Linked DNA regions of Mus musculus: regions 2 and 3 are each linked to region 1. Evidence: chromatin contacts called from public Hi-C data. All regions are on one chromosome and are shown on one strand. Each heading gives the region's core, a stretch centred on a gene start, on an enhancer-like site or on the middle of the called end of the contact. The rest is flanking DNA. Distances are from core to core; before and after follow the strand shown.

Evidence for each region. A called contact is a pair of places that touch in the nucleus more often than the background predicts.
Region 2: a contact with region 1 is called in a Hi-C map of double positive thymocytes, with 8 times the contacts expected there. The contact joins two enhancer-like sites. A contact is called at or near these places in 1 of 15 datasets of contacts at CTCF or cohesin (large pre-B cells), 8 of 484 Hi-C or Micro-C datasets (CD4 T cells, CD8 T cells, double positive thymocytes and 2 more) and 1 of 115 datasets of contacts at active chromatin or transcription factors (Th2 cells).
Region 3: a Hi-C map of double positive thymocytes shows a contact between it and region 1, with 4 times the contacts expected there. The contact joins two enhancer-like sites. A contact is called at or near these places in 2 of 484 Hi-C or Micro-C datasets (both in double positive thymocytes) and 2 of 115 datasets of contacts at active chromatin or transcription factors (double positive thymocytes and thymocytes).

What each region holds. Positions count from the first base shown.
Region 1 is chr17:51,878,139-51,881,521 of GRCm38.p6, reverse strand. No RefSeq gene overlaps it. Among named protein-coding and RNA genes, the nearest start is that of Gm20098, 2.9 kb to the left of the region's middle. Within about 2 kb of position 1,676, at least 35 of the 459 cell types and tissues checked have an H3K27ac peak or open chromatin away from gene starts, as enhancers often do. A contact at or near this core is called in CD8 T cells, Th2 cells, double positive thymocytes and 1 more, where this site is marked.
Region 2 is chr17:52,181,519-52,184,689 of GRCm38.p6, reverse strand. No RefSeq gene overlaps it. Among named protein-coding and RNA genes, the nearest start is that of Gm19585, 34 kb to the right of the region's middle. Within about 2 kb of position 1,764, at least 20 of the 459 cell types and tissues checked have an H3K27ac peak or open chromatin away from gene starts, as enhancers often do. A contact at or near this core is called in CD8 T cells, Th2 cells, double positive thymocytes and 1 more, where this site is marked.
Region 3 is chr17:52,280,395-52,283,645 of GRCm38.p6, reverse strand. No RefSeq gene overlaps it. Among named protein-coding and RNA genes, the nearest start is that of Gm41600, 22 kb to the left of the region's middle. Within about 2 kb of position 1,530, at least 9 of the 459 cell types and tissues checked have an H3K27ac peak or open chromatin away from gene starts, as enhancers often do. A contact at or near this core is called in double positive thymocytes, where this site is marked.

The DNA.
Region 1 (3,383 bases), core at 427-2,926:
CACACACAATAAATAACTAACTTTTCAAATCCAGCTTGTAGCATCACATCCTTCAGACCAGACTTGCCATGAACTTGTAAGCAGATCATGAGTGTAAACTCTGTGGGGATATGTAAAAGCAGGCAGCTGGCCTCCTTGGGATGGAGGGATGAGGACAAGACTTTCATTTCTAGTTGTAGACTTTCTTCTTAAAGTTTTTGTTCTTTGCTAATCAGTTACTTTAAAAGACCAGTCTTTTGGTTTTGAGAGTCTGGTTATCACTGTCTCTATTAAAATTTAAATATTACTTTTAAAAGTGTGCGTTGGACCTCTGTGCCTTCGAAGGTCAAGTTCAGCCTCTCTTGGAGACAAAGGGAGCCCATTACCATTACAGCCTGCGTTTCCTTCCCTCTTTGTTCATTCTAAAGCAGTGCGCTGTGACCGAAGGCAGGAAGGAGCCACAGCACACACACTGCGGCCGTCCAGCCTCACAGTGGATAGTGCACCCCTGAGTGTGGAATTTGCGTACCCCTCATTGGGAATCCTTGATCCATCTAAAGAACCATCAACTGTTTTGTTTTCAGAACAATACTGGAAAGAACCTATAAAATATTAGATTTTTTTTAGTTTTTGACTTTGAGCTCACCTATGGAAGGAGGTCTTAGTCAGGGTTTCTATTCCTGTGCAACATCATGACCAAGAAGCAAGTTGGGGAGGAAAGGGTTTATTCGGCTTACACTTCCATAGTGCTGTATGTACTAGACACCTCCCTACCCCTGTAAAAATCACCCTGCACCTTTTCTAACACTGCTGCTCTTTCTGCCACAACTTTTAAGACCACGAAGTGATCCAAACGCTTAAAACCCCTGTTCCTTTTTTAAGAAGCATGTGGGCTGCAGCAACTGGGGATGATCCATTCCCTTCGAAGAAAGTGATCCCCCGAGAAAAAGGGCAAGAATGGGGATTTACGAATGGTTTTCTTGTGTAAACATTGCCACACGACGTACCTCCGTGAAGGCAGTACTAACTATTGGTGTTCACAGGCATGTAAAAAAGTTTAAGGCTGCTACAATGCTAAAGGAAAAAAAAGAAAGAGTATAGCTGTGGAGATCAAAGACGATCAAACAATGAGAACCTCTGGCGTCTTAACAGTTATCAAAGGAAATCACACAGCTCTTGGAGCAGACAATGCTACTACTTCATTAGAAACGCACAACAGACAGTGTGTGTGGGGGGGAGGAACAGAGAGACACACAGAGACATAGGACAACAAAACATTAGTTTCTCCTCATATTTAACCCAGCATCTTTTCAAACATGTAATGACCTGCTTATTTTGCTGAGCGGAAAAAAAAAAAAAAATCACAGAACTCTTAAACTAAAAACTTCATTTCTGGGACCTTACCTAGCCGTCACCTTTTTTTTTTTTTTTTTTTTACATTCCCAAACTCAATTATAAAAAGTCCCACATTAACCATGTCTATTCAGTTCACACCCAGCACAACTTAGCCTGATATAATCAGGTCTATCAAAATACTAAATCGGTAGTTTCAGGTGGCTTACCACATTAGAGTCTTTTTCGGGACAAAAGAGGCATATGGAAATTTACAAAAGTCCACGGTGAGGTTGATGATATATTTACTGGAAACCCTAGCCCATCTGGGGTATATAGGTGTGTCAGATTTGAAGTTCAAAGACAGCTAGCTGTGTGGGGAGAACGAATTGAAATGGAACTACCCTTGAATCCACCCAAGGCTGTGCAGAAAACTCTACCACCTTCTCCAAACCTGCTGCAAGGATCTAAGGAGGAGCCAGTGGCTACTGTTGAGCCTCTGACCAAGGAGCTGGGCACACATGTGGCTGGTAGCTGGACTGCCGAACCTCAGGCTGTGTGATGAGAGGGCCATTGAGAGCCTAGATAATGACTGCAAATTTCTTTAACAGAGGGAGTTTGGGGGGCAGGAAGGCAGGGGGTGTTGTTACAGGAAGGAAGAATGGAGTCAGATAGGAGTAGGGAAATATTCTTCCCAAGAGAGCCTGTAGGCCAGATAACCAGAGACCCAGGCAGAGAGAGGCTAGGTGGGAGGCAGCTACACCTCTGCCAGATGCCACCACATCAAAAGAGGCTCTTGAGAGACCCAGAAGAGGAAACTTTCAACAACCCTCCACAGTGTCAGCAGAGAAAGTGTCAGGTTGACAGTCTGCCCTTGCAAGGACTACACCGTCTTAATCCAGTACCAGACTAACAGGCTTCTTGCGTCCCTCTGCCTCTCCCCTCTGTCCTCTGGGCCTCACAAACAGCCATTGGCAAGATGGGGGAAGAAGGAAAAGTATATAGAGTTTGGAGCTTTAAATGGGGCTTTATAGCCTCCAGATTGGAGACCCTGGCTGTAATGGCCAGGGACCTTTCAGTTCCCTAGCAGGGAGGACAGGAAGAATGCATGAACCTGCCCAAATGTTTAACCAAGGCAAAGAAAGCCACCACCCGAGCAGAGCTGAGGGGACTGTAGGGAAGAAACATAAATTTGTTTATTAAGGACTGCTACTATGCAAGGGTTCTCGTGTACCCAAGCTCTCAAAAATCAAGGATCTCTAAAAGGCAGACAAAGACATCTTTTTTGCTTTCTTTTGTTGTTTTTTTCGAGACAGGGTTTCTCTGTCTGTGTAGCTCTGGCTGTCCTGGAACTCACTTTGTAAACCAGGCTGGCCTTGAACTCAGAAATCTTCCTGCCTCTGCCTCCCGAGTGCTGGGATTAAAGGCGTGCGCCACCACGCCCGGCTCAAAGACATCTTTAAAAGGCATTGTGAAGTGACAAGCAACGAAAACAAACATGAGGGCCGAAACTGAATTCTGAACTTTTAAAGATATTGCTTGAGGACATTAAGAGCTTAGGATAGGTATAACCCAGACTTGTTCCTGTTCTCGGTGTTGTTGGTCAAGGAAAAAAAAAACAAAAACAAAAAACTACAGGGCCAAACATCTGTCTATAATCTTATTACTTGGGAGGCAGAGGTTTATATTTCTAGCTTCACCTTGATTTCAAGGTGAAATTGAGCTACATAGTGAGTTCTGGGCCAGTCTGGGATACACAAGGAGATCTTGTTGCAGCACACAAAACAAAATACAGACAATAAAACTCAGGACTGAGAAAGATATCACCGTGGGGAAGCTAGTATGGAGAGAGGAGGAGCTAGGAGAGGAAGGTGCTGAAGTTTGAATTACCCAGTCTGTTAGCACTAGTGGGAGCTGGGGACACAGTAGGAAAGAGCTGTTCACCGGGCAGTGGTGGTGCGTGCCTGTAATCCCAGCATTTGGGAGGCAGAGGCAGGTGGATTTCTGAGTTCGAGGCCAGCCTGGTCTACAGAGTGAGTTCCAGGACAGCCAGGACTGCACAGAGAAACCCT
Region 2 (3,171 bases), core at 515-3,014, 300 kb before region 1:
AGAACTCACAACTGCTCCTTACAGAGAGGAAGCATATATGAAGTCCTCGGCTACAAATTGGACATCAATATCACACTTCTCCAGCAAGGCTCAGGCACAGTTTTCAAAGAGAAATAAGAAATATCCTAAGAGCCAGGGTTTTTTTGGAGAAAACTAGATCAAAACAGTGTCTTCTGGACATGATAAGACCATTGTACTCATGAGCTCACAGAAGCTGTGGTCACCTCAGCAAGATCTGCACAAGATCAAGCTAGGCAGCATCCCAAGATAGGGGTAGGTCAGAGGATATGAGTCCCCAGCCTCTGCTGTGGAGATATTAACAGGTGATAGTTGCTAGGAGTCAAGAGTCAATTTTCTTCTAGGCTATAGATGCTGGTCAGTCAATACCACATTCCAGTGGGTGGTCCCATATCTGTGCAAATACAGGCAGCATGAACTGTATTCTGAGGCTTATGACAAATAATAACAGCAAAAAACAGAAGAATGAAGTTAGGGGGAGGAGAGTGGTCAGGGGTAGGGCTGATTAAAATATATTATGTGCATGCATAAATCTTTGAAAGAATTAATCAAAATACTATATTTAAATTTAAAATTAATTCTGCCCCTCCCAGCTCTCTCTACCCAAGTGTTTGCTAAGGTGCCACATCCTGTACATGGACTTGGTTTTTCTCCTTCTTTCTACCATGCATGTAATCAACAAGCAAATGTACACCATGTTTTCAAATATCTACAATCACATCTTAGTGCTTTTACTGTTACTAATCCAGTCCAGTTTTCTCTCACCTTGGTCATCTCCCAACTCACCTACATCTCTGTGTTTGTCTCATGTGCTATCTTCCCAGTTCAGCAATTAGAATGGCACAGAATGAGTCTAAACTGTCCACCTTCTTCTCTAAAGCCTCTGATGGAAGCATTTATTACTTAGGACTGAGCACATTTAGCTTATGGAGATCCTCCTCTATCTCTGTCTCATTTCCTGTCTTTCAGCCTCTCTCTGTCTCTGTCTCTGTCTCTGTCTCTCTTTCTCCCTCTCCCTCTCCCTCCCTCTCTCTCTCTCTCTCTCTCTCTCTCTGTCTCTCTGTCTTTCTACTCTCTGCTCTGATGTCTTCACTTCATAGCTGATAATGGTACCACTTTGGTTTCTAATTTTAACTGTCACCATTTGGTGAGAACCTTTTCTGCTTTGTAAGCCATTTATTATGCAATGCCTTCTTTGTAAACTAAAATACTCACAACAAAAACCTTTTTCAAATTCTTTTGATATATAATTACCAAGTACAGTTAATGAGATAATACAAACAAATTGTAGATAATTCTTTCCTCTTCCAAATATCTTGTGGAATCACCTTACTTGGCGTTATACTTTTCTTTCTTCGTGTCTCTTGGTGGCTGGTTGACTAGAGGAAGCAATATCCTTTGCGGTAACCCTGCAGATTATTTTCAAACACAGGCTTTTAAAAACAATTTTAATCTAATCAAAATGTAGTGATAGCCTGGAATTAAAATATGCAAGGAGAGGGTTTCCTAATGCTTTATTTCAGTGGGATGTGAAGTTAGAATTGTTAAGAAATGCAGAATGCTAATTAAGCAGAGTTTGCAAGCTGGGGATGAGAGGAAATAACCTGATGTGAACTCGACATCAACTTTCCTCATTAAAAGTTCACAGAAGCCAATGACCAGATGGCACAGGCTGTAAGGTCATGACCGTGAGGAGTCCTAAGGGGTTGCTCCCTTTAGTCATTCCATCAACCAGCAGGGGGAGACACAGAATGCTTCTTGCTACTCCAGAAACAACTCCCTGAACATGGGGACTTCATCAGGACTCTGTCCCTAACAGGTAGAACAAGTTGGTCCAGGCTGACTAAGCACTGCCCTCTAAATGCTTTTGGTTTCCTGGTTAGAGTTGAGTTTGCATTCAAGTGACTCCTTCGAAGGAAGAACTTGAGTGTATTTGATGGTTTACTTATACTAAATTATAGCATATATAGGTTCATACAAATTTACGTATCACATTCACATAAATACACTTAGTCTATGGTTGTAAAATATTTGTGGCTATGATTGGAATCCATCCAATTAAAAATTTGATTTTTTTCTATCTACTAATATTCACATGTAATTAGTCATAGCCCAAGAGTCAACTCTGTGGGAGATGACAAACAGAAATTTTTATAGGCCTGGAAGCAAAGTGTATTGAATATTTTAAATGTCTATGGTAATAAGGTAACCAGAGGATCTAAGCTTTGTGTTCAATCCCTCAAGAACCAGATAACTTTGCTTTCGTTTACTCAGCCATTCAATTTTGCACTTGCCCAAGATCTCTACCCCATGGCAGCTCCTCAACTAAGTAATAGAAACAATGGAATATCATGATATCTTGTATGTTGGCAAATGGATATTTAACAATGAGGCAGTCTCCTCCAAAAAGCACAACAAATATGAATGAGGTGATAATGTCCCTCAGATGGAGGAATAATTAACTTTGTCTGAAGTAGGCTTGTAGAGAGGGATAATGCCCAAGTGTGGCTTTAAGGACTAACCAAAAAGACTGAGAGACAAGATTGTAAAACAGATCATGAGAACAATATAACTGAGTGAGTCTCCTACATTTGAATTTCAAAAAGGAATCACATATGAGAGAGGCAAGGGGTGTGTGGATTGGGCATAGTAGAGACTAGCAGCCCAAGAATGGAGCAGACTCAGAATAAATCAAGAAAACTTGGCTCTAGTCAAGCAAGCAGCTGTTCAAAGTCAGATCGTTTTTCAGACTCCTCAGTGGGCACACCTGCTGAGAGATGCATCCTAAAGAAAACTGAAGGACCATGGGAACAAATCTAAACCCTAAACATCACAATGGGCATAACATATGGCCTCTTCCTTCAGGAAGGTTACCTCCAACATACTCACAGAAGAGGTTGAGCTGTGAAGTACTAGGTGGCATGGATTCTCAAAAAGTAAATGGTGCATTTAAGGACAATTTCAACTTTAAATTTATTTTTCCTACTCAACAATAATATTTCCTTCCCCAGGCTTTAATTCTAAATATTAAATATTGCACCATGGAAAGCCCTCCAAAAGACTTTCTTGACAAGCAATCTCTGAGACTTTCACATAGCTACAAAGGCAAAATAACTCCAAACAAATCCCTGGTTTCCTTTCCTCATTTGATTT
Region 3 (3,251 bases), core at 281-2,780, 400 kb before region 1:
ACCAACTCCAATACCCACTCAGGATAAAAATTCTCAGAAAAAAAACATTAAATAAATCTTATTCAGACACTCAGCTTCTTGGGTGGTATTAGCAAAATGGTCATGAAGATCTTGGAAATTTAACCAGTGACAGGGGTGGAAAGAAATAGAAAAAATCACCAAATCTCTATGCACTATCCTTCAGTGGTACAGACAGTTGGAGCAAGGCCTTGGGTGAAAACACATCACCACCTACCACGGAAGGCCAGTGGATTCATTTAGTTCTGAAAGGCATGGTCTGATGAGCACAAACAGTACTTAAAAATCACTGAGCATCCTAATTAAGAGCCTACTTCATTTTTATAAAATGTCCTATAAGCCCCAGAGCTCTGTCCATCTTCTACTTCTGGCTACTAACATTATTTTAAAGATTTATTTTCCATTATGAGTCGTGTTTTATGTCAGAGTGTGCACATGTGCATACAGGTACCAAGAGGCTAGAAGGAAGTGTCGCATCCCTTGGAGTTGGGCTTATAGACAGTCCAGCATTGAGTCTTGGGCACTTCTGGGCCATCACTGCAGACTCACCCATCATATTTTTATTTCTCTTGTTTTTCTATTCATATTGTGATTTCTTTTATTTGGTTATAAACTCTTTGGAAAAAATAACTGTGAACTCATCATCTTTGTCTTCCCTTGGAGCTTGAATGCAGAGATTCTCGTGGCTTCTCAGCATTGACTTGTTGAATAAGTCAATAAGTTAAATAAATGGACTGAGATGCCATTCTAAAGTGCAGAGTATGAGCCAGACAAAAGAAGGTTTGTATTCTTGGCCGGGCTCAGTCTTTAATTTCATGCCTGCAGAAGTCTCCACCTCCTTCGCTTTTAGTGTCCTTTCCTCTTAAATGAAGGAATTGGAATTCATTACAGAGTCTTGTGATTTCTCCCAGCTGTGCATTTGTAGCTCGTTATGAATTTTTGAAGACTAACTTGGAAGTGACTTGTCTCTTGCATACATGAACAATGCCATGGCTATCACAGCCTGAAGTTCTTTTCAACATCATGATACGGATGTACAAGAAGCTACCTCTGGGTCTCCAGTAGAAACTGTGGCAGTGACAGAGACAGGTGTTTAAAGTAGGGCATCTTATAGGGCTTCCCACATCTTGTGGTAATGCTGAAGAACAGAAGAACAAAGAAATTTGGGTAAGATAAGAGTGTTGCAGGTGTGCCTGCAGTTAAAGGGTGCAGGGCTGTGAAACTCACCGAGTTTAGAGGGAATGAAACAGAGCTGCAACTCCCCCACCCATACACTTTTTAGAGACGGGATTTACATGGGAACTGTTTCCAGTGTGGGACCAGCCTAATGATTTTATCTCATTCTCTATCTGACTTCCCTCCAGTGAATCTTGTAAAGGAACCAGCTACCTGATCCTTTAATCCAGCTAACATTTTATAAAAGAAGATTCAAATTAGTTTTGCTTATTCCAGATGCTTTATATGCAAATGAGCCTCAGAGTTGGTGCCTGAGTCTAAGCAGACACCATGATGTGATGGAGGAAATACTCCCACCTGACAGCCTTCCCCAAACAATGGTATCATTCTTCTTCTCCATGCTGCTGGTGGCTCCCTCCTCCCAAGAGAAGGCTTTGAGAATGCTCAGGTATCCACTGTGCAGCTCTTCGATTCCCTAGGATGAACTCCAGATTCCTTGTCTGTGTAATTGTCTTCCACTTTCCCCAAACAACATGTGGATCACTACCCGTGCCTTCTATAAAAAGCATTACCTATGCAGTATTAATCAGAGTTTGCAAGTCAAATATTAAGATCATTCCTTGGGGTAATTCGATGGTACAACACTGCCATTTGATTTTCCCCTTTGCAACTCTAACTAGACAAGAGAGACTGAAAATGTTGAGCTAGAAATTATTTATTTAAAGCCACAAGCCAACACACGTAGACTCTGGCTAAAGATTGCTTAATCTCCTCCTAACAAAAGTGGCATCTTAATGCAGAACAGTGTGACACTCCATCCTTGCCTGTAGGCCAGGGCTTCCATTTCCCCATGCAGCCTGGCATTTGCCCTCCAGCATTCCCACGTTACTCCACTCCAAATGGAAGTGCTCTTAATTTCAAATGATTTATTGGGGACAAGTGGGAGGCTAGTCCAATCTAAGTCTGTATTTGACTTTCCACGTCTCTGGGGCAGATTACAAGAAGGTATCTTACACTGTAAAGTGGGGAGGGGTAAAAGAGAAGAGTTAAGTCCAAGGACAGCAACTAAATTGCCAACTGTCAGGGGAACTCCCATGGGGTAATTTCTTACAGATTGGTTCAGTTGGACTATTCAGAATAGAGTACTAACCAGGTGAAACAGCATGGTAGCACTGGCCACTATTTCTTGACACTCCTACTCCCACAGCAATGGCTTGTGTTGCTACCCTTTCTGCATGCTAAAGATATTATCACTTTCTGTATCTCTAGCATTTGTCTATGATCTACTCATATGGAAAGCTCTGAATTTATTATCCTGATCCTTCTGCAGAATGCCAATCAAATAATAGATACTCCAGAAAAATGCTAAGTCAATGAAAGTATGTGGGGTTAGTCCCTACTGTATCTGAGCTAAAGCAGATATGGCTTAAGGAAGAAGGTGTTATATTTAAATAGTGGAATCTGAACTGAGTGAGCATACTGCTTGAGATCTCACCAGCCTTGTGTAGAATATCGGCTGGAAGCTGAAGCATTGCACATCCCCACAGAACATTCTGCAATAGCAGAAATGTTCTCTATCTGAGTTGTTTAATATGCATAGCCACTCATCAGTTCAGCCACTGGACATGTGACTTTCAATGCTACTTAGTTTTGATAAATTAGTTTACATAGTTGCATGGGACTTAGTTGCTTATAAGACAGCATAGGTTTGGAGATATCCCCAGAAATTACTCTTTGATATTTTTCAGAGGGAAAAGTATATTGCTCACATGTGTGCGTGTACTTGCTATGTTACAAGGGGTTGCTGACCAACTTAGGGTATGCAGAGTGTGGTTATTATGAGGGTATCTTTCAAGAAAGACGGACTTCTTTTAGAGTTTTTGGCTTTGCACTCACTAGCTATAAGACCTTGAATACCTCGATGTTACTATTGGCAAGCAGAGTTCACCATGCTGCCAAGTGTATCAGATTAAAAAACCTTAATTTTCTGGGAAAGATAGAATAGTGTCAACATCATTCTAAAAATGAGTTGTTGATGTGTGGTATCCTACTAAAAA